Linked DNA regions of Mus musculus: regions 1, 2, 4, 5, 6 and 7 are each linked to region 3. Evidence: chromatin contacts called from public HiCAR-type, HiChIP or PLAC-seq and promoter capture Hi-C data. All regions are on one chromosome and are shown on one strand. Each heading gives the region's core, a stretch centred on a gene start, on an enhancer-like site or on the middle of the called end of the contact. The rest is flanking DNA. Distances are from core to core; before and after follow the strand shown. Region 1 overlaps Creb5 (cAMP responsive element binding protein 5). Region 2 overlaps Creb5 (cAMP responsive element binding protein 5). Region 3 holds the start of Creb5 (cAMP responsive element binding protein 5). Region 4 has its middle 60 kb from the start of Tril. Region 5 overlaps Creb5 (cAMP responsive element binding protein 5). Region 6 has its middle 91 kb from the start of Tril. Region 7 overlaps Creb5 (cAMP responsive element binding protein 5).

The links. Promoter capture Hi-C pulls out the DNA fragments that hold promoters and counts their contacts. HiCAR-type assays count read pairs that join an accessible place to other places. HiChIP or PLAC-seq counts read pairs in DNA pulled down with a chosen protein or histone mark.
Region 1: a contact with region 3 is called in a HiCAR-type map of fibro-adipogenic progenitors, with 4 times the contacts expected there. The contact joins the enhancer-like site here to the promoter of Creb5 in region 3. A contact is called at or near these places in 5 of 39 promoter capture datasets (cranial neural crest, hippocampal neurons, macrophages and 2 more), 4 of 484 Hi-C or Micro-C datasets (bone marrow-derived macrophages and uterus) and 6 of 115 datasets of contacts at active chromatin or transcription factors (bone marrow-derived macrophages, craniofacial prominence, embryonic forebrain and 3 more).
Region 2: a contact with region 3 is called in an H3K4me3 HiChIP or PLAC-seq map of embryonic forebrain, with 4 times the contacts expected there. The contact joins the enhancer-like site here to the promoter of Creb5 in region 3. A contact is called at or near these places in 9 of 39 promoter capture datasets (cranial neural crest, hippocampal neurons, liver and 5 more), 3 of 484 Hi-C or Micro-C datasets (bone marrow-derived macrophages and uterus), 10 of 115 datasets of contacts at active chromatin or transcription factors (craniofacial prominence, embryonic basal ganglia, embryonic forebrain and 7 more) and 4 of 9 other capture datasets (adipose tissue, embryonic stem cells, liver and 1 more).
Region 4: a contact with region 3 is called in an H3K27ac HiChIP or PLAC-seq map of stem cell-derived neural progenitor cells, with 6 times the contacts expected there. The contact joins the enhancer-like site here to the promoter of Creb5 in region 3. A contact is called at or near these places in 9 of 39 promoter capture datasets (HPC-7-derived erythroid cells, cranial neural crest, embryonic stem cells and 5 more), 6 of 484 Hi-C or Micro-C datasets (bone marrow-derived macrophages, embryonic fibroblasts, nephron progenitors and 1 more), 9 of 115 datasets of contacts at active chromatin or transcription factors (astrocytes, bone marrow-derived macrophages, embryonic basal ganglia and 5 more) and 2 of 9 other capture datasets (embryonic stem cells and macrophages).
Region 5: an H3K27ac HiChIP or PLAC-seq map of bone marrow-derived dendritic cells shows a contact between it and region 3, with 7 times the contacts expected there. The contact joins the enhancer-like site here to the promoter of Creb5 in region 3. A contact is called at or near these places in 10 of 39 promoter capture datasets (the SN4741 cell line, cranial neural crest, hematopoietic stem and progenitor cells and 7 more), 7 of 484 Hi-C or Micro-C datasets (bone marrow-derived macrophages, brown adipocytes, cortical neurons and 4 more), 9 of 115 datasets of contacts at active chromatin or transcription factors (astrocytes, bone marrow-derived dendritic cells, bone marrow-derived macrophages and 5 more) and 3 of 9 other capture datasets (adipose tissue, embryonic stem cells and pancreatic islet).
Region 6: a promoter capture Hi-C map of trophoblast stem cells shows a contact between it and region 3, with 4 times the contacts expected there. The contact joins the enhancer-like site here to the promoter of Creb5 in region 3. A contact is called at or near these places in 19 of 39 promoter capture datasets (the 3T3-L1 cell line, 3T3-L1-derived adipocytes, the HPC-7 cell line and 13 more), 1 of 15 datasets of contacts at CTCF or cohesin (large pre-B cells), 44 of 484 Hi-C or Micro-C datasets (the 63-12 cell line, the AML12 cell line, B cells and 27 more), 17 of 115 datasets of contacts at active chromatin or transcription factors (astrocytes, bone marrow-derived dendritic cells, bone marrow-derived macrophages and 13 more) and 4 of 9 other capture datasets (adipose tissue, embryonic stem cells, liver and 1 more).
Region 7: an H3K4me3 HiChIP or PLAC-seq map of embryonic forebrain shows a contact between it and region 3, with 4 times the contacts expected there. The contact joins the enhancer-like site here to the promoter of Creb5 in region 3. A contact is called at or near these places in 8 of 39 promoter capture datasets (cranial neural crest, embryonic stem cells, epiblast stem cells and 5 more), 3 of 484 Hi-C or Micro-C datasets (bone marrow-derived macrophages, nephron progenitors and neural progenitor cells), 15 of 115 datasets of contacts at active chromatin or transcription factors (bone marrow-derived macrophages, cardiomyocytes, craniofacial prominence and 11 more) and 5 of 9 other capture datasets (adipose tissue, embryonic stem cells, liver and 2 more).

The regions. Positions count from the first base shown.
Region 1 is chr6:53,544,417-53,547,900 of GRCm38.p6, reverse strand. All of the region lies in intron 5 of Creb5 (cAMP responsive element binding protein 5), which reads right to left. Among named protein-coding and RNA genes, the nearest start is that of Gm33392, 47 kb to the left of the region's middle. Within about 2 kb of position 2,105, at least 36 of the 459 cell types and tissues checked have an H3K27ac peak or open chromatin away from gene starts, as enhancers often do. A contact at or near this core is called in craniofacial prominence, embryonic forebrain, fibro-adipogenic progenitors and 1 more, where this site is marked.
Region 2 is chr6:53,695,715-53,699,679 of GRCm38.p6, reverse strand. Creb5 (cAMP responsive element binding protein 5) reads right to left here. Exons shown (of 11, transcript NM_001327821.1): 11 at 1-3,965. Among named protein-coding and RNA genes, the nearest start is that of Gm33392, 100 kb to the right of the region's middle. Within about 2 kb of position 2,534, at least 28 of the 459 cell types and tissues checked have an H3K27ac peak or open chromatin away from gene starts, as enhancers often do. A contact at or near this core is called in craniofacial prominence and embryonic forebrain, where this site is marked.
Region 3 is chr6:53,286,018-53,289,886 of GRCm38.p6, reverse strand. Creb5 (cAMP responsive element binding protein 5) reads right to left here and starts at 2,584. Exons shown (of 11, transcript NM_001327821.1): 1 at 2,514-2,584.
Region 4 is chr6:53,759,339-53,763,107 of GRCm38.p6, reverse strand. No RefSeq gene overlaps it. Among named protein-coding and RNA genes, the nearest start is that of Tril, 60 kb to the left of the region's middle. Within about 2 kb of position 2,402, at least 54 of the 459 cell types and tissues checked have an H3K27ac peak or open chromatin away from gene starts, as enhancers often do. A contact at or near this core is called in bone marrow-derived macrophages, macrophages, stem cell-derived neural progenitor cells and 1 more, where this site is marked.
Region 5 is chr6:53,587,861-53,591,712 of GRCm38.p6, reverse strand. The region is part of intron 5 of Creb5 (cAMP responsive element binding protein 5); the gene reads right to left. The region is part of intron 3 of Gm33392 (a long non-coding RNA gene); the gene reads left to right. Among named protein-coding and RNA genes, the nearest start is that of Gm33392, 3.1 kb to the left of the region's middle. Within about 2 kb of position 1,757, at least 135 of the 459 cell types and tissues checked have an H3K27ac peak or open chromatin away from gene starts, as enhancers often do. A contact at or near this core is called in adipose tissue, bone marrow-derived dendritic cells, bone marrow-derived macrophages and 5 more, where this site is marked.
Region 6 is chr6:53,727,556-53,731,222 of GRCm38.p6, reverse strand. No RefSeq gene overlaps it. Among named protein-coding and RNA genes, the nearest start is that of Tril, 91 kb to the left of the region's middle. Within about 2 kb of position 1,407, at least 10 of the 459 cell types and tissues checked have an H3K27ac peak or open chromatin away from gene starts, as enhancers often do. A contact at or near this core is called in trophoblast stem cells, where this site is marked.
Region 7 is chr6:53,623,613-53,627,422 of GRCm38.p6, reverse strand. The region is part of intron 7 of Creb5 (cAMP responsive element binding protein 5); the gene reads right to left. Among named protein-coding and RNA genes, the nearest start is that of Gm33392, 33 kb to the right of the region's middle. Within about 2 kb of position 2,427, at least 38 of the 459 cell types and tissues checked have an H3K27ac peak or open chromatin away from gene starts, as enhancers often do. A contact at or near this core is called in craniofacial prominence, embryonic basal ganglia, embryonic forebrain and 4 more, where this site is marked.

The DNA.
Region 1 (3,484 bases), core at 856-3,355, 260 kb before region 3:
GAGAAAAAGGAGGAGAAATAATTCTATATGTTAGTAAGGCAAGGAAGCACTATACTCAAAGGAAGCACTATATTCAACACAGTATGCTGGTCTCCTTCCTTCCTTCCTTCCTTCCTTCCTTCCTTCCTTCCTCCCTTCCTTCCTTCCTTCCTTCCTCCCTTCCTTCCTCCCTCCCTCCCTCCCTCCCTTCCTTCCTTCCTTCCTCCCGGTTCCCTCTTTTAAATAAATTAACCCTTTATCTCCACAACTGTGTGGATGGTGCTGGGTGATAGAGCATATTCCTGTTGGTAATTTTCTCTTCCCTTGAATGATGGTTTATATCTTCTTTCCTAAGTAGAGTGTGGGCTCCAAGAGGACGAGTTCTCATTGTTTTGTGTACACATCTTTGCATAGCAGAATACCTAACATGTAGTAAGTTCTCAAAAAACTGTTTTATGAATAAATGACAGTGTGGCTGGGGAAAGAATTAAAGGTTCAAAATAACTACTTTAGTGTTTTCAAGGACAATTGTTCTTTGTTTTCTGGAAATTAATGCTGCTGGCTGTGGAGAAGTTCAGGGTCATTCTGAATCCTATATTTTTCATTTTTCATTGGTAACTTGTAATTTTGTTTTTCTTCTTCTAGATGCTTCTAGAATGCTGTCTTTGTTTCTGTAGATAAGCTATAAGCCATAATAGCTACGCCATTTTGTGCATAGGCTCTTCTTGTTATTATCATTGGGATACAAATGTAATACGCACTGAAGAAGGGAGACGCCAATGATCTCAACTATTTTGAGTTCATACAGTTCTGTAGTGGGTTTTTGTCCCAAGGCAACTCCTTCCTTTACAATGCTAAGGATTGGAGTATGATGACCCAGGGGGATGGGCCGGCTTCCATTTGTGCCTTGGGTAACAATTTCCTATATGATTTCTCTTCTGCTCTAATTAATCTTCCAGAATTGTCTCAAAATTTCAGATCTAATACTAGAGACATAGTGCCATTTCCCAATTCTATTACACACACACACACACACACACACACACACACACACACACACACACACACACACACACCTGCCCACACCTGCCTTTACTTCCAGGGGAAGCAGAGAAGGGAGCTTGGCATGTCGGCTGGTTTGCCATCTTGAACCGTATAGTATTTGCACTTCATTCTCGTGTTTTAAACTCGTCATAGACTAGAAGTGTAAAATGCATGCTGAAATTTAATTAGGCTTAATCTAATTCTCATCAAAACAGATTTCGTGTGTTTAAATTAGGAGGTAGTTTAAAAAGTAAAAATAATTGCAAAATAAGTGGTCATAAAATATTGTTTGTTTATAAAATTCATTCTCTAGCTCCTTCTGCCAAAAGGTACTGTGCCGATTAGCAATGAAATGTCACTCAAGGGCTTTGGTTCCCTGCATGCAATGGCTGTCTGGCTACTTCCCTGCATTGCGGTGTCCTGAGAGGACACAAGAAGTCCCTGTGCCTGGTGAAGAAAGAGCACCCTGCGCCTAACACCTGCTGTCCATCCATTCCTGGAGAGCATGGATGCTCGACTGCCTTGTTGGAAGTTTGGTTTGTTCCCCTTTGCTCAAAATATCCTATCAGGCTGGCCATGGAGCTCCACCACCACCCCTGTTTTCTGAAGTGCCATGGGGACCAGTTCCAGCTGCAGAGGGGGAGTTTCCAGATCTCAATAATTGCCTGCAAAGGCTTTACTCAGGCGTGCCTAATAAACAGGAAAATCCCATCCGCCCAGCACTCTTTTTTTGAGTAGGTTGTTTAAAACATCGACTCCCATCCATGTCTGTGAAAGGAGTGAGTCAGTAGGTCAGGGCTCTGCGGCCAAGAACCAAACAAACCATTTGTTCTCATTTTGCAGATCTCCTCAATGTGAAGACCTGTGGTAAATCTTGACACATGTATCATCTTTAGAGCCCAGATTCAAAGGTGGGGGGAGGCCTGGCCAATAAAAGGGCCGATGAAGAACAAAAAAACAAAAAACAAAAAACAAAAAAAACCCCAGCAACCATGAACTTGAAGCTAGCTTAGCTCCATGCTGTTTCCCCCTCCACAGGAGGCAGCTGCACTCCTTGCAGTCCTGGGCTGTTGGGTTGCAGCTGTCAGCCCTTTGTTGATCCCCCTCCCCAAAATGGAGACTCAACATGGCCTTCCGGTCACCCCTGGCTTTAATCAGCTCTGAGTCTGAGAACACCAGGCTGCATCCTCCTGGGACAGCCACTCAGCCAGCTCTGGGCAAGCTGTCTATTTGATAGTGTCTCTCGTGTTTCTGGAACCTGAGTGCAGATATGCATTGTTCCCAGATGCCTGGGCTCCCAGAGCAGCTGCAAGCAGGGGCTTCTCTTGCAAGGATGATAACTGCTGTATGTATATCCCTCCAGAGCCTAAGCATCTCCTGTCTGCCTGCCTGCCTGCCTGTAACTCCAAACAGAGTCAACCTCACAGAGCCTTTGAAATAAAACAAACGCTCTAATCAGTTCACAAGCACGCCATAATTGTGTTTCTTTCTGGTTCCAGGCAGTTGGTCATAAGATGAATAAAATGAATTTTACTACCTCGACTTTGAAAAATTTTACCCCTGTGTTTGAAATACAAAAGCCTGAGTCATTATACAGGAGAAATGGTCATAAGACAAACAAAAGCAATTAGATACTTGTGGTGGTTTGAATAGGTATTGCCCCCGCCCCCCCCACACACACACCATAGATTCATGTGTTTGAATGCTTGGCCATGGGGAAAAGCACTATTAGGAGGTGTGGCCTCCTACATACACTTAGAGAAAGTGTGTCACTATGGAGGTGGGGCTTTGAGATCTTAAAAGTTTAGAATACGCCCAGTGTGAAACATCAACTCTTCTCCTTGCTGCCTTTGGATCAAGAGGTAGAACTCTTGGCTCCTCTAGCACCATGTCTGCCTGGTCTCTGCCATGCTTCCCACCATGATGATGATGGACTGAACCTAGGAAAGTGTAAGCCATCCTCAATGAAATGTTTTCCTTTGTAAGCATTGCCTTGGTCATGGTATCTCTTCATAGTGATGAAACCCTAACTAAGACAATACTTAACTCTATCATTCGTCTGAAGTGAGCCATTTCTTCCCCCATTGTTGCATTTATTTATAGCACATGCTATACATTAAGGACAGTAGTGGGCTGGGGAGAGCTCAGTGGGTTAAATGCTCAATGTGTAAGTATGATCACCCAAGTGCAGGCCCTAACACCCATGTGACATCTGGCACTGTGGAGTGTGTTTAGAACCTTAGAGTTGCAGGGACAGAGACAGACAGGCCTCAGGGACTTGGTGGCCGGATAGTCCAGCCCAAAGAACAGTTGTGCGTTTAGTGAGAGAAGGTCATGTCTCAAAAATGAAGGTGTCGAGCTATGGAAGGAGGCACTCAACTTCTATTTCTAGCATCCACATACATGTGAGTCTATGCATGCACCCTCATACCAAACACAAACACAATAAAAAGAGAAAAAA
Region 2 (3,965 bases), core at 1,285-3,784, 410 kb before region 3:
TTCCCTGCCCTGGGGCACCACTACTTTCTCTTGGAATCTTGATTCTCTAAAGGCAGTGTGGGCACTGTAAAGGAGCAAATGAGAATCTAATACATTGACTGTGTGGAAGATTCTAATGATGTATTTAAAGCTAACTTATTCAGGTCCCACATTCTCCAACTTGAGGCAAAATGACTTTATGTTTTAAAAAATTCCTGTAAAGTTTTCAGATATAGACCCCAAGGTAGAACCTTCAATGGCTTAGGAAGAACTTCCTAGGTCCTGTATTCTGATGAGCTAGATCCTTTAACTTGGTTTAAATATAGCAGTTGATTATTGATTCCTTCCTGATGATAGGCTTGGAAAGGCATCAGAGGACCACTTAATGGTATTAATGTTTGAACAAATGCTGGCAGTTCGGCTTTACCCTCTCTTCAGTTTGCAGTTAAATAGGTTTTTTCTTTGTCAAAAAATAGATGATTTATAAGGAAAAAAATATATAAACACTCTTTAAGCAATTTGGCTACAAGCATTACATCACTGAAAAATTCCACAGGGAATAGCAAGAGACTTTGAGCACATGGACACATTTCTATTGTCACAACACGACGAACGAGGCTGATTTCAAAAGTTCTATATGTTTTGGTATCAGATGTCTACTTGTAAGTTTATTGCTCCTGTGTTCTCTGATCCTTCCTTAGACTGAAATGATAAAACAGAGGCGCTGTCTTTAATCTCGCTACAAGGCAACATTGTATATTTGAGACATGGGAATGGGAGGACAGGGCCACTGTGACTTCAGCAGCCTTACCAAGACTATGGCTAGGAAAACAGTGAAGTGTGCATCGTGGCACACGAGAGGATAAGTCTCCTGGCTTGTTCAGGATACTTTGGTTTGGGGATGAGATAGAAAACTAAGTGTGGCTTTGCTGCGACCTCATTGCCCCATTGTATGGTGCAACCATTTTTCAAAACAATGCTAGGAAGAAAGAGATCAAGGGGACGAAGCATTTCGTGTATTGGCTCTTCTTGGCATTCTTTAGCACGCTTCACAAGGCTGTGAGGACTAGCAATGAGTGTGCACACATAAACTGGGCGTACATGCCCTGGAAGGCATTTGAAAGGGTGCAGCCGAGAGTCTTCACCAGACAGTTGTAAAGGTCCCAGGCAAGCTGAAGATCAAGGAAAAGGGCATAGGAACGAGAAGGAATCAAAGAGGTAAAGTGCAACTTTAAAATATAAATTATTTTAAAAAGCAGAAAAGAGGTTCTAAATCACCGCGGTCGCGTAGGCACGGGTTTATCCTGGGAAGGTGCTTCCCTTTTGCTTCTGATACAATGGGGATAGGGGTGGGGGTGGGGGTGGGGGTGGGGGTGGAGCTTAAAAGCTTAAAGCTGCTGCACACAGTTCATTCGCTGTTTGGGAGGGGCCAGGCAGCTCCAGCGAGCTGAGTGGTGCTGGGTGTTCTTGGAGATGGGCATGCAGTGAAGAGAAGCCAGGAGGAAGGCATTTTATGGGTAAAAGAAAATCCAAAGCCGCTCGGGTTCCCATCACTGATGCCCTTTAGCTGAATTTGCTTCCTAAATGAAAGAGCTCACGTGAAAAAAAAAAAAATGAAAAGAAGAAATACATTTAAAAAAAAAAAAACTTTCTCAGAAGGTAGATTAACTAAGAACTCACAGAGCAGTAAACAAGCCTCAAAAGATGCACAAAGATCTGCGCGCGGGCTTCCAGCAAATGACAGGAAGAGCCACCCAAGACCCTGAAAAATGGCACCCAAACTAGGGCAGGCTATTAGGGACTAACATTTTCAAGACACATAGAGCCTACAGAAGAATACTGTTCAAATGGAATGTTTAAAATAACATTTATTAATAAATATCTTATACATTCTAAATTAATAGATTCCTGTTCAAATTTTGCTTTGGTCCTTGAATCCCACTGTACATACATACATATATATTTTCTTAGATGGTTTTGCTCAAAAGGAAGGACATCCTATTCTAACTGAAAGGCTAGTTTTATAGCAGTTACTGATGCTTAAAAATAAGCCCAGCTAAGGGCTTTTTTTTTAAATTGAAGCTGGTTTATGATTCTAATGGCAAACTCTAGGCCACTATAATCTGCTTTCCTAGAAGGCAACAGTTACCGGAACATTTCCCCACTGACACCTCTCTTGGAATAACCACTGCATTTTATTGATTAGATTAGTTCCACGGAGCACTGGCTGAGCAAGTCACCCCAGTCTTTATGATACACACCTCAACAGCACACACACTATCGGTCACCCACAGGCTGTTTTAATATGGCAACTCGCACACATTGACATGTGGGTAAAGAGATGACGAGGGTCACCAGCACCCAGTAGATCATAGCTAACTCCATATCTAGCTTTGAGATTCGAACACTCATCCGGGGCTGGGACTTTGAGTCTGCCTATCCCAGCATCGTAGATTGAGAAAGGTGTTTCTAAGAAGCATTCATGTGCCATGTCTTTCTCTCAGTGAGTGGGGATGTGCACTAAGTTTCCAGCCCTCAGCATGTTAGGCAGGGAGGTACTGGAGAAGTGCCCAGGAGGCTGGCAGGGACTTCAGAAGCAGATCCTGTGATAATGGAGCCACACAGGAGTAAGAGAGGCAGTGTTTCTTGAACTTTCTTTCCCTCCTTGGACGGGGGAACTCTGAAGGCTGTTACCACTGACTCCTGAAAGTCTGTATGGCTGACACTGGTAACTGGATGGGAGAAGACGATGAAAAGGAATTAGAGAGATGCTCTCCTCGAATCGCTGGTGTATGGCAGTCAGTGCAAGGGTTGTTTCAGGCAGGCTCTGAGATCTGGTAAAGGATGGACCTTTCTGTGGAATCTTGACTAGGGATAAACCAGAAATTAGATTTCCCCAGAAGTTTTTCTCGACTGACAGCGAGCTGGCACCCTCACCGACTCTATCCATACTGCAAACAAACACACCTAAAGGGCCTGCCCATAACAAGAAGGCAGTTTATCCTAATTATATGTTGAGAAAGGTTTGCTGTGTGTGGTGGCTTGCCTACTTAGCATAAAAAACAGACATAATTGAGCTATAAATAATGCACATCAGTCAAGCTGTCGAGTCTCTGAATTAAGAAAACCCAGGCAAGTTCTTAACTGCAAAGGCTGTCCCTGGAACGGCTAAGCACTTCAGTTGAGTGGTGGGAGAGACATAAACTGAAAATCATCATTTTAGTGGCGGGTCACTCCCTGGATGTTATATTACTAGTGGATTAAAAAATTCATTTCTTCAAGTGCTATACATGCAGGCAGGAGGGAAAGGTCCTGTTTACCCAAAGCAAGTGTCAGATAGAAGCCACAAGCTCTGCCACTCTAGCTTGCCCCTTCTATTTTGAAGGGAGCAGAGCACTGACCTGATCTAAGGAAGGAATTTTGCAGAAAATGACCTTTGATTTCAATCCAGAGCTATGAATGTTAAATTCTTTCAAATCTAAGACTTACACGTTTCTTAGCAAGCCAGTTAGGTTAAACCATTTTGTTACTGCTGGAATTAAAAAAAAAATAACAATATTAACTCAGTATTTAAAATACTTGAAAATGATGCATTTTCCTAAAATACAATAGAAATTTCTGTTTGCTCCATCTTCTTTCTTCCCTTTTCATTTTTCTTTTCCCTCTTTTTATTTTATTTTTTCATTTCTTTTTGATTCTTAGGCCATATACTCTTATGCTTTACTGAACAGCCAAACATGTCTCTCAAAAAGCACAGCATACATGAAAATTATTGATAAATATTGATTTTTTAAAAGTAAGTTATTAGATAAAACTGAAACTAGTTATAAAAGTCATGCTCAGAGCCCTCATATTTTCTTTTTTTTTCCTCTAAAATAGAATTTTTTTTAAACTATAGTGAGCGAAGAAGTACATCCTTCCTTTACAGAACTCTTATAAAAGTGATGGCTTTTGTAAAATACTGTTCTTTTAAAACCTATACTGTT
Region 3 (3,869 bases), core at 1,335-3,834:
ACTGTCCAGGGCCCGTGACCTGCCCATTTTCCCCTTTAGGTCTCTGCATCACAAACAAGAATTTTAACATTTTCAATGCCCATGCTTCCCATAGGAGACTTATGCCACTTCATCGCTAGATGCCAATAAATAATGCTGCCACAAACTTGAAGAAGGGGTGTCAAGCGATCTCCAGCCACGAGCTCCACAAAGCCTGCTCTATGGCCAGAGTATGTTGGAGAAAGTAGATCTAATTATAACCAAACACGTGTTCTTCAAGAATGCCACCTATTTAGAACATAAAATTTCCTCTACTTAGCTTCCTCCATCTCCAAATCAAAACGCCTTCAAACACCTTGTCCCCCAGCCCAAAGCTTCTGCCTCTGTCTGTTTTTACTGGATTTCTGCTATCATTATTCACTCACGCCCAAAAGTTTTCACTCTTTGTCCCCGAAACAAGTCACACGTGGTGGTGTTTTTGCTGCTGGTGTTCTTTTAAAGAGCAAGTGGGGAAGAACTCAGTTCTCTAAATTGGGCGTTTAACTTCCTCTACAAACATAGAAACTCAAGGATAAGGATAAGAAAGTACCGCGCGCAGCAGCAGCAAAGTGTTGTATGGTACTTTCAGCTCTCAGACACTTCCTTGACTTTGGAAATAAAATGTCAAATCTAGATCCTTTCCCGCTAAACCTGATTTAGTCAGGTCCTTCATCCTTCTCCTAGGCTCGGTTCACGGGGCTCTGGGCTCTTAGCTGTGGCTTATTGCTTTCCTAAGTCACTGCAGGCACAAGCTATTAGCATATAAGGCTTCTAAACCTTTCCAGGGATTTTTCTATCCAGGCTGAACATTCTCGCGTGGGAAAAACGGGCCTGGATAGTGCCTTTCTTAAATAATAGAAAAGGGCAGATTGAGCGTTCATCAGGTACTGAGCTCGCTCAGGCACCAGAAGCTCTTCAGCTCACTCCTGGGACAGCATTCCCCCTGGGGGAAACTGTAAAAGGCGGGGGCAGGCCGAGTGATAACGAGGTGGGCGGGAGAGGGATGGAGGAAGAGGGGTAGGGAAAGAGAGGGCAATAGCTGTGTCCAGAGAACCCGCAATTGCCCCGGGGGATGGGGGCATAGTTGCTTTGACAGCATTCTGAGCCCCCAAACCCTTGAATATCTGAAGCCCTTAATAAAACACTTACTGGCCTGCAGAATGACGTAATGGACCTGTAGCCAGCCTTTATTCTTTGACACATGTCAGGAAGAGGGAAAAATAAAAAACCAAGCAAGCGTTGCTGATACTGACAACGATGTACAAGTAGCCCACTCTAGTTCCCAGCGTTGAACCAGCATCAAGTGGGGGCGGCACTCGTCCAGGGAAAGCTGGAGCTTTTTCTACTAGACACTCCCTGGAAATAAATCTATGACTAGAAAATAAATGAAAAATTAAAGCGGGCTATAGTCCCTCTAAAGTGGCTTAGTGGGGGCGGTGTCTGCTTGTCTCAACCCTTTAAGAACTTTGTGAAAAGTTTAAGCGGTTCGATAAAGAATCTGGCTCAAAGGCAGACTCTGTCGCCCGGTCCTGAGAACCGCCTGGGTGCAGTGCGGCTCGGGCCCCAGCTGTCATTTGGGGCAGCAGCCCGGAAGAAGTAAGAGTGCCAGCGCAAAGGGGACGGAGGCGGGAGGCGGCTGCAGGAGTGAAGGCGAGGGCTGCGGAGCACTCTCGAGCTGGAGCGCCTGGAGCGAAAGTCAAGTCCCCCTCCAAGGCAACCGACCCTCCCGCTGCAGCCGGCGGCCGGTCGCGAGAACTGGCAGCGGCCGCTGGGCACCCGGGAGAGGGAGAACCCCCTGCGAACTCGCTCGGCTGCCCCTAGGTGACCAGGCGACTTTGCCGCAACGGTTGGAAGTTTGCTAACTTTCTCCCGGGGTTCCGCTGCATCACTGAGAAACGGGATGCGAGGAGGCTCCAGGTTCCTGGTCTGTTGCTGCTGCTGCTACCACTGCCGCCTCCGCCGCCGCCACCACCACCGCCGCTTGACCACACTTCAGAAGGGTTCCACACCATGCCGGGGCTCTGGAGGCAAACATACACCCCCGATTCATAACTGTTCCCCGTGTCAGGGAAACTCACGCGCGCTCCCATACACGCACGCACACTGGGTCGGACACGGCGCTGGCTCCACTCAGCATCCCTCCAGTCGCACGGCGCAGCAATCACCAAGAAGCGCTCCGGGACGGACACGGCGTGGGGTCTCTGGGTGACTACAGGACACAGCACAACTCCACAGTCCACCAGCAATTGGGGCCGGACTTCCTTCTGATCCGCCAAAGTGTTTACAAACACAAATCAAGGGGGAAAAAATGCATCGCATCCTTTCTACTCCTTGCCCTGTGACCTGCCCATTGGACTAAGTAACCTCGCGGCTGCAGCGATGAACCAACCCCTGCAAACAAGGACGCTCCGGAGTCGGCTCGCGCGGCAAGTGCAGCGAAAGTGGCTAAATGCAAAAGGCCCAGAAGTGGCCGCGCCGTATTTTTAGGAACTTACCAAACAAGTGTGGAGAAGGCAAGAGCCGAGCCCGGGTGAAGGGACCACGTTGGACTGAGCAAAGATTACAATACATTCTATTTAGAGTGCATTACATCACCCCCCCGGTGACGTCACGTGGGATTCCTGAACTTCTAAATCATTGCGGTCCGTTGGGGAAAAGGAGGGAGAGAGGGGCGGGGCCCGCACGCCGAGGGGGCGGGCCCGGTCTCCGCCCCGCCCAAATCCCGCCCCTCGAGCGGACCCGGGTGCTTGCGGCGGCGTCCGCGATCGCGCAAGCAACAGCTTGCACAGCCCAGCGCCGAGTAACACGGCCCCCCGACATTAGTGGTGTGAGTCAGCTTGGAAACAATCCTGAAGGTTTCAAACAGAGCCACGCAGGAGACACCGGCACGAGCTCTTCTGCAAGAAGTGTCTGTAGGGTCAGAAAGAAGTAAGGTTTGGGGTGTGTGCATGAGGTGGTAAGGATGCTGAAGGAGGTAGAAAGAGACATTTACACTTACAAATGCAGGCCACTTCCTACTTCCCTACCCCAGCCACCGAAGATACCCAGATCCTTTGCCTGTGACAGCCATGACCTCATTGCAGCGTTCTCTGCATGCTGGCTTCTTAGTATCTCCATTTCGCCGCCCCTCTCCTCATCACGCTCAAGGGCATATAACTTCTTGTGCACACTCAGTAGGACTACACACAGCCTTCCCTGGTCTCGCACCTTGCATGTGCTGACCTGTGAGAGAATCTCTCTAAAGGCGAAAGGCGAATCTCAGCCAAGAGCCAAATGATGAGCCGGATTTAGACTCCGCGTCAGCGCCGGAAGGGCCCTGGCCATTGCTTCCAGAGCCTCTGCTACTGGCCCAAGCTCGCCGGCTGGGAAGCAGTCGAGCCAGGGCTAGAATACAGGATCTAGGGCCAGGTCTGCAAAGGGAAAAGAGGACTGACCTTTTTCAGCATGGGCCAGAAGCCACCGCTCTCACCTTCCTCATCCCTGGCAAGGGCTAGATTTCCTTTTGGAAGCTCTCTCTCCCTTTGGGGAGCATTGAAAGCCTGTTCGAAATGACCACTGTCATCCAACAACAGCTCACACTTTGCCAAACACTTGAAGCCACACCATTTTCTTCTTCCTCATATGACTTTGACAGAATAAGGAAAAGCGGGGAGTGTGTTGTAATTATCTCTATTTCACAGCTGAGCTGAGGCAGACAGACTCAGAAGGCTAGGAGCTCTCCTGATCATCAGGGACCACTCTAGCGCATGTCTAACCCCAGATCTCACCTGGGTTCCTTGGTAGAATCAGGCATATTAATTCTTTTCTGATGGCTGACTGGTTAGAACTTCAACTAAGAGCTTGCTGGCTGG
Region 4 (3,769 bases), core at 1,153-3,652, 470 kb before region 3:
CTTTTCCTGGCTCTATAATAGCCCTGCCTACCTTAACACCTTTTCTTTTACTTCACTTCTAATATTTCCAAATTCACTTATGCGGGGGAGACAGCTAGGTTTGCCAGTGGTTGATGTTTGAACGAACGAGTTACTCCTTAATAGAGCACTGATATGGCATTTCCAATGGAAAGCCGTGGTCCGGTTTTTCATCAACCCCTTGCTTCAGTGCGGAAACCTGAAACCTCGCCCTCTGCTAGTCATCACTCTTTCTTTTTGCACAGGCAACAAACTCCTCAGCAGAGCCCGCAGCAGGCATGTGCTCCAGTGAGCTGATCAATTAAAGGCAGCAAGCGATTGGCAATGTTTGTTGAAGCTCATGGAAATGCTAACTTGGCTACAGGGCAAGCCTTCCTGGAACAATGTCTTGCTAAAATTGAATACTTTTCTGGAAGAAACAAAAGCTGGTAAAACATTTAAGTCAAATCGATCTTTAAACAGGATTCTGAACATGGAAACCATTTCTATACACACATGGCATCCATTAGAAATGAGGGCTAGGAAAATTTCTCCTGTGCAAGACTTTCCAGAAGGAAAGAACATCCGCGATAAAGCTTGCCCTCCCACGGCTCCTTAGAGAACAGTACCTCACCCAAGTCCAAACTCTCAGTCACTCAAGCACAAGCGCTGTGTATGACAGTCTTCACGATCACCATCTTCTTGCATTTTACTTCCACCATAATACCAATAACCTCATTGTGACCCAGTTATATGCTAAAATATTTCAAACTTTGTAAAACACAAATGCTCCTAATGCTCTCCCTCCCCAGACACAATCACTATTTACTATGTATTATGCATCTTTCCATTTCTGTGCAAGCATGTGTATAAACCATACTAGTTGTAAATGCTTTTAATAGATTGCTTTCTCTTATTAAAAGCTTGCTGTTGTGTGCACGATAGAGCACAAGTCTATCAGTAGCTTTCAGGAAGAGGAATTGGAACTGTGGAGCCAAAGGATAAGCTTGTTTTAATTCTGATAAATGCTATCAGTCTCTGTGAGTGTGTGTGTGTGTTGTTGTTGTTATTGGTGGTGTGTGTGTAGATGTGGTGGTGGTGGTAGTGGTGTGGTGGTGGTGGTGACGGTGATGGTGTATATGTGCGTGTTTGTGTATGTGTTATTGGTGGTGGTAGTGTTGGAGGTGCATGGGCAGATTTGGTGATGGTGGAGGTGATAGTGATGGTGATGATACTGACGGTGTGTGTGTGTGTGTGTGTGTGTGTCTGTGTGGGTCCATCCCACAGTTTAGCTGTAGAGAACTTTCCCTTTATTCTGCCTGTGTGCTTCATATCCCTTTCTCCTTTTAGTCTAAGTGATAAATTTGACCTTCTTGCAGATTTGACTTTTTTGACTTAGCATTGTCCTCAGGTGTATTTTTGCACATTTGTGTTCCATTTCTATTTCCTCCTCTTGGACCACGTGCCTGTTTTCCCCCTGATGGCTCCTCCCTCCTTCAAACTGAGCATTTCCCCTGGCTCCGGGTGGAGCCCACCATTTGCACAGATATTCTCCAAATCCTGCCTCCTTGTGCTTTAGGGACAGGTCAACCTCCAAAGCATTTTTATAACCCCTTTGCTGCGATGGCTCTGGGCTTCAAAGCACAGGAGGTCTATCTCTCCCCAGATGGATGTGAGCACTGGATGCCGGTTCTGCTTGCCTCTCTCCAGGCTTCCCTCAGTGATGCTGGCCCTCAGCTCAGTGTCTACAACCAGGCTTCTTTAAGGCAGCCTTAGCTTGCCCTCATTTCTTCTGCCTTTCTCTAGATTCTTGTGAAATCCTGTGGTGATAAAGAGGTTCTGTGCTGCTCTTTGAAGTATGGCCGTCTCTTGCAGAGGCTGGCTTCATCTGGGCAATATGGGAAGACTTGGTGCAGCTGGGAATGCGTTTTTCATTTAGCCAAAGGGATGCTTTTGGCATCTATGGAACTAGAAGGCCCTTATTCATCTTTTGGGTTTATATATTTTCTTAAAGGTTGCGATTTGCATTTCTGTTCTCTATCTCCTTTTGCATTGCTGTCTGAGAAATGCAAAACCCGTGGGGGAAAGTAGGCCTGGCTTTGGGGAGATTTCAAATGCAGCTCTCCTTTGTGTCACTGGAGGCGGCCCCAGTCCTTCCCGCCAAGGCCAACTGCCTGCAGGGTAATGGATTATCTTCCTCTCTGCAGACTCCACGGGAGATGTTCTCAACGGTTTATGCATTCTGGCCTGAAAACACTCCCTGCAGAAGGGAGAATTCTTCCTGTGTTCCCCAGCAGAGGTCCCTGGGGACTGAATCTGGCTCGCAGTGTAAACCCCATGTGCTATAAAGAGAAGATCAAGGGCAGATTTGGCACTAAGTGGTTGTTCCAAAGTTTCCAACTGGTCTAAGCTTTCAAAGACAAAGAGTGAGGAGTTGTGGTTGCTTTCACCTTGGGGAATACTTACAGGAGGTGTCTAAACACGCCTCAAAATGCCCGGATCTTAGCAGAAGGGAAGAGATCAGTAAACCTGTAAACAAAAAAGGTGACTGGTTCTGCTTTGGGATAAAAAAAAATAGGAAGGGGGAAGTGGAGGGGTTTACTCACAGGAGGAATAGGTTATTTGGGTGTTGAGCTTTTGTTTAGACCTCTGTCAGTGGCACCTTCAGCAATTGAAGCAAGAGATAAGTTTGTTAAATGTGTAATATATAAGGGAAATCAGCAAGAAAAACATGTGTGTGTGTGTGGGAGGTCCAAAGAGACAGAAACAAGTTTAAATTAAGAGAGAGGAGGGAGGGAGGGAGAGAGAGAGAGAAAAGAGAGAAAGAGAACAAAGAGAAAGAGAAACTGGGGGGCCAGAGAGAGAGAATGAATAAAAAGGAAGGAAATGGATGATAAGGAAGAGAAGGGAAAGGATGAGGGGGGCAAGCCCTCTGAGGTGAGTGGGTTATGGTGTTTGAAAACATCCTCAAGAGCAAAGCCAGCAGGCAGCTTCCTCACAGATGCCTCCTGGTTGTTGCCCAGAGCTTTAAGGACTGAAGGGTAGCAAACCCTCCACATTCCTGGTCACACTAAGCTTTGCTTTGAAATCCCTAAGGAGGCCTACAACTTGGGGGTTGAGGTGACAAAGGGCAGACTGAGGGAATTATTTATTTCCCTCTTTGCCATCTGGGCATCCTCATTAATTGAGTGGATTCATTTGGTGCCGGTTTCTGCTCCCTTCAGAGTTCTGGTCAGGAAAATTAAGAATCATGATTCTAACGGCTCACGTGGTCTGTGAGTCATGGCAGGATGCTTTAGTGCTCTGGCCTTCCCAGTTTGCTATGTTTTGATTTGCTGAGTTCTTTCTTCCTCTTTTGTGCAGTTTACTTATTATAATTATTAATGAGGAAACAGAAAAGTGGCTATTCAGTTGAACTTTAGGGAGCAGGACGTGATAAACAGTCTCTGTCTAGGATCTAACATTTGCCCCTAAATACAGTAATTATTAGGTTGCTTGATGATATGCTGGGTTTTACAAGGCTCTTATTAGGGAAAGAAAAAGAACATAATAAATCCACTAATGTGGGTAATGACTGGTATGGAAATTGAAAATGGTTCAAAATTAACCCACTCCTTTTTTCCACCTTCTAAATACCCCCCTGGGTCCTAATATTATTCATCACATAAATATACTTGCTCTTCATTTCAGCTAGTCCTTCCCTGCCAAGACACTCCAGAATTAATTGCAATTAAGTGCTATCTGGCCTTACCCAGGCATTGACAGGAGGCTC
Region 5 (3,852 bases), core at 508-3,007, 300 kb before region 3:
GGAGAACTTGCCAGGACAGACTGCCCTGTTTCGGCTCTCACAGTGTGTCAGTTATCTAGACTGAGTTTGGCGCTCAGTAGGAGCTATAGTTTGAATGACTTAATGAGATTACTATATTCTATCCTGTCTCTCAATTCCTCGAAGTGGTACCCCTATGATTTATATGTGACAAGGATAATTTTTATTTTAAAATTCTTTCTCCAAGTCCTCACACATGTGAGGCAGTTGTTCTAACCCTGAGCCGTGCTTCCAACAACTTGTCATGATTTTATTTTTGATTTTTCTTGTCTTTTTTTTTTAAAGACCATGGTAACATGAAGTAGCATTCTGACTTTTAGGGAAGGTGTGGTCAGGTCAGATTAGCCCTTGTCTTAAGCAAGGGACATTGGAGCAGGGCAGGGGTTCTAGGAAGTCATTCTTTTGTACAACCTCCCAGAGCTACCTTCAAAGTCTACTGGCTTTGCAGGAGCTGAACTGATACTAATCTGAAACAATCAAATCTCAGCAATAAAGTTTGTAATTATGATACTTGGTATATACTTCGCACTTTGTATGGAAGGATCTCAGAGGCCTTCTCAGCCTGGGATGGACTGGACACACAGGCAAGTGGCCATGGCTGCTGCTTCCCTAGGGTCAGGGCTGCTTCTGTTATTAAGTAGCAAGATAGAGACAGTGGCCATGTTCTGTGCATGAACACACTCACCACACATACAAACACAGCAAGCAGATTACATACTAAAAGGCAAAAAAAGAGAGAGAGAGAGAGAGACAAACAAAACAAAATAAAATAACCTCCAAAACAACAACAATGAAACCTAAAAAGACTTGAATTTTGGATAAATTGGACTGTATTAGCTGGGTCAAACATTGAAAGCTAGGCTTCACTTTATTCTTAGTTATCATTAGCATGCTTGTATGTATGTACATGTATGAACGAGTGTGACTGTTTGAATCAGTCTTTTCTTCCACTATGGGGTCTGGAGAGCGAACACGGATGATAGGGCTTGTGTGGCCATTTCGTTTACCCACTGAGCAGTCTTATCAGCCCCAGGGTTGAATACTTTTGACCTGTTTTTCTTTGCTGTTTCTCCCAAGCCTCTTGTCACCGTATTTGTGAATACATTTGAAGGGGTGATGCACAGTGGAACACACCTCTCATCCCAGCACCTGGGAGGCCAAGACAAGAGGGTCACAATTGAGGCCAGCTTGGGTTCCACAGTGCAATTCTGCCTCAAAAACCAGTAAAGCCAACAAAGTATAGAATAGTTGTGGATAAATAAAATTTAAAAATTTAAATGTCTACATCTATTAAGGACATCAAGTCTTTTAAAAAAGCTTGTTTTTCTTTTAAGTTCATTGAGAAAAACAGACCAACAAACAAAAAATCTTTTAGGTGGAAATACTTTAGAAAAAGTCATGTAGAGGCACCTTTCTCTCTCCCCTGGTGGCCTTGTGTTGTGCCAAAGAGGGGTGACTTGTACTGTACCCAAATTACTCTCCAGACAGTCTTATTCCTGCCCTTAAATTAATGTGGAATTTGGGGTTTCACATTTAAAATGTAATTTGGACTCATTTTAGATGTCTTCCTACAGCTTAATAAACATCTTCCCCAGACAGATTCAGGGTCTGATTTTAATTTGTGGTAGGGTTGCAGGCAGCGTAAACGTCAGTTTCAGCTACAGAGAGTAAATCTGCCCTAGAAATAGAAACTGAAAGCGACTGGCAGTTCACTTGAGCACATACCACATGATGTTACCCACAGGAAGCAATGACTCCCTGAGAAGCCCCTACACTGGCCTGTGATGAGAGCCAAGTCTCTCCTCAGAGCCCTAAGCTGTGACCCAGAACAGAAAAGTTCCAGTGCTGCCTTCTCTGGATGTGTCGATCTGAAGTAAAATGGTAAAATGAACTAAGTTGTTGGTGGCGTAGGTTTGAGTATGAACAACCCGCAGGGCCACTACTGCTTCAGCCAGCCACTCATTCACCTGGGGGCCTTGGGCTAAGTCCTAAACGCCTCTGAACTTCCACTGCTTTATGTATAAAATATAAACAACTGACCAAGAATCTCAAAGAGCTTTATAACACTAAACTTACATCAGTTCCTGTGGTTCCCATAGTTAAGGAAGCTGACGTTGGAAGAGATCAACAAGTGCGTATTTCAGAGAAAGAATCCATCAGTTAAGAATATATCTGTCTAAAAGTCAAGGGAAATGGGTGAAGAATTTCTCACTGGGTGCTCTAGAACTCCAACTTCCTTGAACAATAGCAACAGCCCCCTTCTTCTTGGTTGTCCCTAACATTAAGCCTAACAGGGAAGGAAAGCAATGTCCTAAAGAGCAGGAGAGGGGACAATGTCTTCTCATGTACAGTCACAGGTATAAAACAAAGGTTTAACTTCATGTTATTTATTTGTATCTGCCATTTATTATCGTGCAGAATGACATTTTGAGGAGTCTTGGAAGACAGGCTCCCAGATGAATAGCTCTAACTTTTTAATGCAGTGTCCATTGGGACTGGCTGGAAACCTGGCATTTTGAAAACAGTAAAGATCCTTCAAACCCGAGAATGGAAGCATTGTAACTATCATGTATTAGATGCTACCGGCCCCGCCTGCTAAGCAGCCGGGATGACATTCATTAAGGTCCTATGCTGAGCTGTGGATGGTCACCCAGTGCCTGTGAAAGTTGTGAGCATCAATATGGTGGGCTAGAGACTGCCTAGAGAACTGGCTAAACACTATTCCTAGGGCAGCTGGACAAGTCTCCTCTGAGTAAAGCAATGTGCCTTCTCCATTTGAGTGTTCATCAAGCAACAGAGGGTCTGAAGGAAACCAAAGTTCTCAAGCAAAGGAAGGGGGTGCTGTCTCTGTATGATTACTTGTCTTCTCTTGATCTTGGGAAGGGACAACTCCCATGGATGCTTCTCTTTCTCAAGATCTTGGGAAGGGACAAATCCCATGGATGCTTCTCTTTCTCAAGCCTTCAGATTTCTACCAGGAGTTAGACTACCTGCTCGCCTGGGTCTCCAGCTGGTGGACAGCAGATTCTGGAGCCTCTTGACTTTCATAATATAAGCCATTAGCCAATTCCTTAAGTCAGGTAGGTATACAGGAGGTGGATAGATAGTTGGACAGCCCTCTACTTACGACAGGGCTGTATCTGGATAAACTCATGACAACTTTGTGAGTATATTTTGTAAGTCATAGCTGTATTTCATATACTATTGCAAGTCATACCTTAGCTGAGTTTACATAAAAATTATTAAAACATTTATATTAGTCTATATTTGAACAAAATTACTTATTCTAACAGTTATGTTATGGTAAAGTATCTCATTTGATTTATTGGGTCCTGAGCTGAAAGTGAAGCAGAAGGCTGGAAGAGTCTATGTTCCCAGCACCACAAACAACTGTAAGTCAGAGATCATCATCATCCATCCACCCACCCATCCATCTATCTACCCACCCACTCATCCATTCACCCACTCACCCATCCACCAACTCATCCATCCACCCATCCATCTATCCACCCATCCACTAACTCATCCATCCACCCATCCATCTATCTATCCACCCATCCACTAACTCATCCATCCATCCATCCATCCATCCATCCATCTGTCCACCCATCCACCCACCCATCCATCCACCCACTCATCCATCCACCCATCTATCCTTCTATCCACTTATTCATCCACCCACCTATCTATCCATCTATCCACTCACCCACTTATCTATCCATCTATCCATCCATCCATCCATCTCCTTCTTATTAGTGTGTTTCTCTGACAAAACTTGATTAATATAGTGCTCCATGCTTAGATTGTGACCCAAAGAGAGTGTCCCATATAACT
Region 6 (3,667 bases), core at 158-2,657, 440 kb before region 3:
GAAATGGACAGTCAGCTGTGCTTTCCAAATCCCTTCATCGTCTGAACTGAGTTACTTCCCTTTTGAAAACTGGGTGTCATGAATAAAAACTTAGCATAAAGCCAAAAGCTCCACATGTTCAAAAGACAATTTCCCACCGGTTCCCCGCCACTATCAAACCCTTAAAACCCCATGTGCTGGCGAGTTGACGAGCAGACTCTGTCTTTGGGTACCATATGCACTTTCAATCTCCATATTGGGGCCAAGTGTGCTGGCGCAGGGTAGATCCAGCTGTGGTAGGGAGCTAAGAAATGGTGATTTGGAGATCTGTCATCTGTCATAACCATGTCCCATGTTGATGGACAGAAGAACATACAAAGAGAGGCGGTGCCAGTCAGGGAGAGCAGACTGATTTTTTTTTTTAATCTGTACTTTACCCGGATTCTTTCATTGAAGCTGCTGAGTCCCCTATGATGCTGTGCTCAGCATCGTACCTCGTTACTATGTGTGTTTAATCCTGTAGGCAGTGCTGTCCAATGGAATGCAGAGCCATGATGGAAGCTATCCAAATGAGCAGTTCTCACGCAATTGGTGACTGGCACCAGGCACTTTAAACGCAGCAAATGTGACTGAGACACAGAATTTTCTTTCACTTTTTTTGCTGCTGGGCAAATACAGAGTTCCCGCCCACCCTTCCTTTGTCTGGTTCCCTCTCATGAGAACTTTTGGAAGACTCTGTTACATTTGTCCAAATGAATTAAAGGAGCAATTAACCTTGACAGGATACTGTTCGTTTCCCTACAGACTTTATTTGGATCCCACCAGACTCCACCCTGCTATTTTTCCACATTGCCTTTAGGCATCATTTCTTTAGTCTTAGAAGCCTAATGCTTAGTTGGGTTTACTCTTAAGTGGCACGTGTTGAGTGGCTCCTAAAGGACACAGCTCTGCCGGGCACCCCCACCTGTGCCCTAGTTAATGTTGATGGTGTCCCAAGTGGAGGCATTTCTACTTCCAAGGTACAGAGGCGAACATGAGATGCAGCCCGACTGTGACTTAACGGTCCTTATAGCACCAGTGACCGGCAGACAGAATGTCTGATAGCTTGCAGGCTTTCCTGACCCCCAGTAACATGCACTTCCCATCGCCTGTAGGCGCTTTTCCATGGTGACTTGGATGACTTAAAACTCACAGGACACTGGGCCATGGCGTTTATTATTAAGACACGTGGGAAATCGTTATGTCCTTGGATAACATTTTAAACACAGGCAGCCTTCTGGAGTGGAAAAGGTGTCACTATTCTGGAAGAATGGTTCATCCTCTTGATGACCTCTGGATTGATGTTGGATCCAAAGTCCTGGGACCTTGTCTGTATTTACGCTGTCTCCCCGAGTGAGCTCATTCCTTTCTGTGGCTCTAAATAACATCTGCAAACGGATGTGACTCAGATTTACAGCTCTGGATATAACCTTGTCCTGCCACACCACCTGTCTCACCCCTGTAGTCTCCCTTTGGAATTCTGCTTCAACTCTTGAATTTTGAGTTAAAAAGTAGTAAGTGCACATGTACACACACACACACATACGTGGTGAGGTGCAACAATTCAAGATACATGTATGCTTAACAGTATACCTCTACTCTAGGTTAGGACTAGATTCCTTTATGTCGATACCTTCAAAAGCTTTTAAAGATTATTTTAACTTTTGACCCTTGGAACCATCTTATTTTCATCATTTTAATATATATGACTAATTGTCAATCTTAGATTCTGGTTTGTTTTAGTGTGCTTTCCGTTGCTGTGATGGACACCATGACCAAAAGCAAGTTGGGAAAGGAAGGGTTTGTTTAACTTACAAATCCCAGGGCACAGTTCATCAGTGAGGGAAGTCAGGGCAGGGACTCAAAGCAGGAACCTGGAGGCAGGATCTGATGGAGGGATTACAGAACAGTGCAGCTTAGAGGCTGAGCCACCTTTCCTTTACCACCAAGGACCACCTGCCCAGGGGTGACACTCCTCACATTGACTATCAATCAAGATGTCCCACAGACATGCCCATGGGTTGATTTGATGGAGGTAGTTCCTCAACTGAGATTCCCTGTTACCAGGTAGGTCTAGGTTTGGATCAAGTTGATAAAAATCCAACCAGTAATTGATATCACCACCATAGCAAAGAGCACAACATCTGCCCAGTCATTCCCACTATAAGTTGGCCCGATTCCTCTCTCAGCATCACTCTGTTCAGACCCTGTGCCCTCCTTTCTCACCCAGGCTGCTGGTTGCCATCATTCCAACTCATTCATCATCAATCAAACCTGATGCCTTGTCTCCCTGAGAACATGGAATAGCTACCTCTGCTCTTGTAATCCAATCCCGACACCCATCTGTGGACTCGAGGGCCCTGAAAGACTCACCTGGGGCTCTGTTCATTCTCTCTGTGTCCCGTTCCCTTCCCTCTGGATAGTCTAGCTCTCTCCAGCAGAAAACACAAAGCCTCCATCTAAGAATTCGGTTGCTTCTTTGCTTTCAGCTGCTGTTCCTCCTGCCTGGCTCTGTCCCAGGTCTGGCCAAGGCTGGTTCCTGTCATTAGGGCTCAGTGTATCTCTCCCCGCTGGAGACCTTTTCAGACTGCCCATTCTTTTCTCATGCTGCCCTGGGAATTTTCTTAGCAGCACTTAACCACTCTCTGAACTTATCTTATTTGTTCACATTGTGCTGTGGTTATCCCAGTAGAACATCATCTCCATATGACCATGGACCAACTCTCAATGAACCCTATATCTCTAGTGCCAGCAAGTCTGTGTTTTCTTTATGCTCAAAGCTCAATAAATATTGTGAGTGAGTGAATAAAAGCAGGCTGGCCTACAAAAAGCAATCCTGTTGGCTGTTTAGACACTCCCTCCATTTCTTCTGTTTGTTTTCTGGAGACAGTCATTATTGTACAGTGTAGCTCAGGCCAACTTTGAACTGCTAATCCTCATGTGGCACTGCCCAAGGAGATTCTAGGCCTGACCCATCACTACTGGATCCAGCAACACTCCAGGGCTGGACCCTCATTGGATCCATGTCTCTAGTGAGAGTAAGAGGATGACTAGCCACAGCTCAAGGGGACCTCTGGTCATGTTGATAACCGAACGACACACTAGAAATTAAAGTGATTATGCTGGATAAGTTGGATCACAGCAACCAATACTATCAAGACCTCAGTGACTTAATGAAACGATTTTTACATATAGCCCCTCAGGTATCTCTTCTTCATGTGGCACCTCACCATCTACACTGCTTTCATGCTAGCCAACATCTGGTTTCTACTTTCACAGCAGGGAAGAAGGTGAACTGGCCATTCACCCACCCCACATCCAGTTTTAAATGCTGTGATCTAGAAGTGGTGAATACCATTTCTGATCACACCCATTGCTTAGAGATCATCAATGGGGCTCTGGTTGCAAATGTGGCTTTTAATATGACAGAAGAAGTATGTATTTGAGGAGTATGAAATGTCTCTGCCAAAATCTACCTTTGAACACTTACAATACAGTCAACACCTAACCAAGGGTGGAGTGCCAAGTTCTGTTGAGGCTAGGCATGGTGGTACAGAGCTATAATCACAGCCCTTGGAAGATTGTGGCAGGAGAATCATGAGTTGAAGCTAACTTGAGCTACATAGCAACTTCAGGTCAGCCCGAACTA
Region 7 (3,810 bases), core at 1,178-3,677, 340 kb before region 3:
AACCAATGATGTCTGCCGTTTAAACAGCCACGCAGTTGGGGTGCTTTTCTCACAAGCCAACAAGGGGCAGCAGCTTTCTCTGTTTTCTATTGCCCATCTCCCTAGCTTCTACCTGTGCACCTGGACCTGATCTTTCCCTCTCATTGGACATTGCCTTCAACTCCACTCCCATATGGTAAAAACACCGGCAGAAAAGGCAACAGTATGTGATAGTGGCTGGAAAATTCCCAAACCCATCACAATATGGATATGGGAGTTGATGGGAAATGACTTATGTTCTCAGGGATTATAAATATGTCCTCCGGGTGTACAAAAATGTTAACTAGACCACACTGGCATTGCCAGAGTCGAGGAGAAGGTGAAGGATTACTCTTATTTGAGCACAGTGAACTGTTTCGATGAGCTAAGCCCTCTCAGCAGGTAGACTTAATCGTTCTGTAGACTGTGGCCATCCGTCATCTCTCGGCTTTCTGCACGGCAAAGAACCAATCAATTGTTCTGACATAAGAAAGTGACAGTATGTCAATTGAATGTGAGAACAGCTCACTGTGGCTATTTTTAAGGTCTATGAAAATGTCAGTTTCTTAAAGCAGTAGGAGATATGTGCTCTTGTTAGGATCGAATCTCAGGGACATTGATTCCTACTGTTTTATGATCATTACAGCTCTACTTTGTAAATCAAGGAATGGTGTAGAGTTCCCATAATGGGGCTTACAATGATAAAAGAAGAAATAATTCAAGATATGCCTACTTCAGAAGAATAGAGGTATCTTAATGTCTTGGACTGGGGTGCGGCTCAGAGAAAAAGCATGCTTGACTTACAAGCCTGAGATCCTGGCCCAATTCTCAGCACCCCAAACTAAAAATGAGGAAATAATACATCTTATCTGATAAATAAATAATACAGTGTAACCCCGGGTGTGTCTAGGGTGGTTGCAAACAGCAAATTTTCTTCAAAGAAAAACCCTTTCCTTTCTGCTCCCTGAAGTCAAGGTGGCAGCCACCATAGCAAATAACAAGTGTCGTCCTTGGGGGCTGTCGAAAGGGGACTGTAGTCCCACATCCCTCCGCTTTTCTATCAGCATGTAGGGATCTGTCTGATGCACTGTGGCATAAACGGGCTTTTGTGGGCAGCCCTGGAAAGTCCCTGTCCCTGACATGTCATGTGAGGAAAAGTGTTTTTTGAGTTCTGAATGACTGACTTTTACACACACAGTGGGAACACCACCCACATTTGTGAGAATTGGAACTGCTCTAACTGGAACTGTTTGTAGAAGATCCACCAGGAAGATCCAAGGGAGGCTCTGAAAAGTCATGTGAGCAGTGTTCCTCTCCTTAGCATTCCGAGTAAGGCAAGACCTTCTAATCAAATGGGAGCCAGTTCAGTTGCCAAGCATGTAGAAATCCTCACACAACCAGGTAAGATGTTCATATGAACTCGTGATGCTGAGAAGCTGAACATAAGAGCCAGAAGGGCTGCATCTATCATTGAGCTACTTTTACGTGAGTAAATTCACATTTAACTAAAATTTAGAGATGGAGGAAATGGCATTTCAAATAACAACAGGACGTTAAGATAATTTTTCCTTTTCTTCCAACATGTAAGCCATCTCCCTTAATGCCCTTTCGTTTTCCAGGGACTATGTATATTGAAGAATTTTCTACTGGAAGAGATAAGGAAGTAAATGCTAGCAAGTCCTTTTAAAGGAGATTAGCAATGGAAGTATGGAAAACTGCTTTGCCACATATTTCATTCATGATACCACACAGTTTCTGAAAACCTGCTGAACACTGAACTCCCTGTACACTGTATAGGCTGTTTAGCAAATTCCCTCCCCTCCTTTTGAGTCCATCTTTCCTGGGTTAACCTGGAACCTTTCTTCAGAAGGCTGTCTGAGATTTGGTGATGTTCATACAAGGACCAGCATAATCCATGGAAGGCCTCGAGGCTGCCAGGGGACCTGAGATCTCAATGGTAGACATTCCCAGCTGAACTAAAATGCCAGGGAGAAGGGAAGTGGCCATTGGCAGAGTCTGCTAGTGACAAACCTGCTTTTAACATGCCAGGGGTGAATTCTAAGAGATCTGACTTTTATAACCCAGAGGACAAACATCACATGTTCATGGATGCTTACTAACATTTTCGCTGCATCTGTCCAAGCCGTCTACCCTGAAATTCCAGAAATGTGAACTAGATCACTGACCAGTTGGTAAGTGGATAGGGAAAACCTGCCTTTTTAGTCCCTAAGAGCTTCCAGCCTACATATCAGCCGGTGATTTGCATAATCCGCAACACTTCCCCCTACCCAAATCCTTTCTTCAGCCATCCAATGAAAACAAGATCTGGCTCAGGTTCCCTGAACTAATCCACACTAACCCCATTTAGAAGGGAGGCTGTTCCTTGTAAGTTAGCAGAGCCAAATAAGCTCCCTGTAGCACAAAGAGAGGTTTAGTAGAAAGACGTTCATGAATATGCCAGTAGGAGAGGCTCAGCTTCCAGGGCGGTTGCTGAATTCCAGTGCTACACCAACTTAGTAAAACTTCAAGGTTTTAAAAAGCAAGGTAAAGAATTTAATTCTGCCTCTCCTTCTGAATTCTATTCGATCTTCAAGACCCTGATCAGGAACAACAGTTTAGCCAAGAGCATACATAACCTGGTCTCAAGTCTAAATGCTCCTTCCATATCCACACGTGTTTACACTTGAAGTATTTCTCACGTCTAATGCTAAACTCTCAAACCCTGCCTTAGCGGGGAGGCAGCCAGTGTACGTGAATAAAAGAGCTTGCTTTAATGAATTGCTTGCTTTAGTTGGTTTGGCCATGATGATTTGGGTCAGTGGTCTTTCTCCTCCCGTCTTTGGGACGAAGAGCTGTACATTCTCCCTGGCAAATCAGGGAGAATTCGCTTCCATTAGCAAGCGCTGATGCACAGACGTTTCTATGGTGTTCCTATCTGTGGTGTATTCCATGGGAGCCACGGGCCACAGGTAGTAGTTATCTATACTAAAATCTAGGCACTAAGATTTAGCACTGTATTTTAGATTATAATCTATTTTAGTGAATTTAGAATTTAAATATCCATATGCTGCTGGTAGCTACTGTACTGTAGAGCACAGGGCCTGGATATAGCTGTGAAATCTTCTGAAAGAGTTACTGGGCTAAGGGAAATCACACTTAACATCAAACTTAGTCATCCATTTGTGTACCTCATTCCCCTATGAGAGTGTGAATTCCTAAAGGCTTCCGTTAGGAACACAAAGTCTTTATTGTGTGTTTCTATGGACCAAGTGTAAAGTGGAACTTTAAAAATGCTCAACAAAGACTTTTGGGGTACAGAATGAATGAATGAACTGATTGCTCTGTAGAAAGCTAGAGACATTTCCTCACAACAAATGTGTGAAACTGATCTGTTGCAACAAAACACATGAGGAAATTCCTGGTGACAGTGTGACAAACTGTCTTTGCCTGAGGAGGTGGCACAGCCCTTTATCTTATCTTTCCCTACAAACTCATACTCTTGTTTTATGCTGAACTGGAATTTAGAACAACTTGGTTTTAGACAACTCTAGTCATTAAGTCATGGCTCTGTCCAGACTTGTTCCTCAAGAAAATTCCCAGGAGACAGAGTTTGCTACCTACTGCGACCCAGTGAGGTAAGTACTCCTTTGCTAGGATCCTGCAATCTTAAAGAGCTCACATTGGTCTAAAGGACAGCTAGACTCACTCATCAGACTTGAAAATAATCAAGTCTTTACGTTTGATTATCATTCTTGTTCCAAAGGCTCACTAGCCAATGTGCTTTCCTGATAG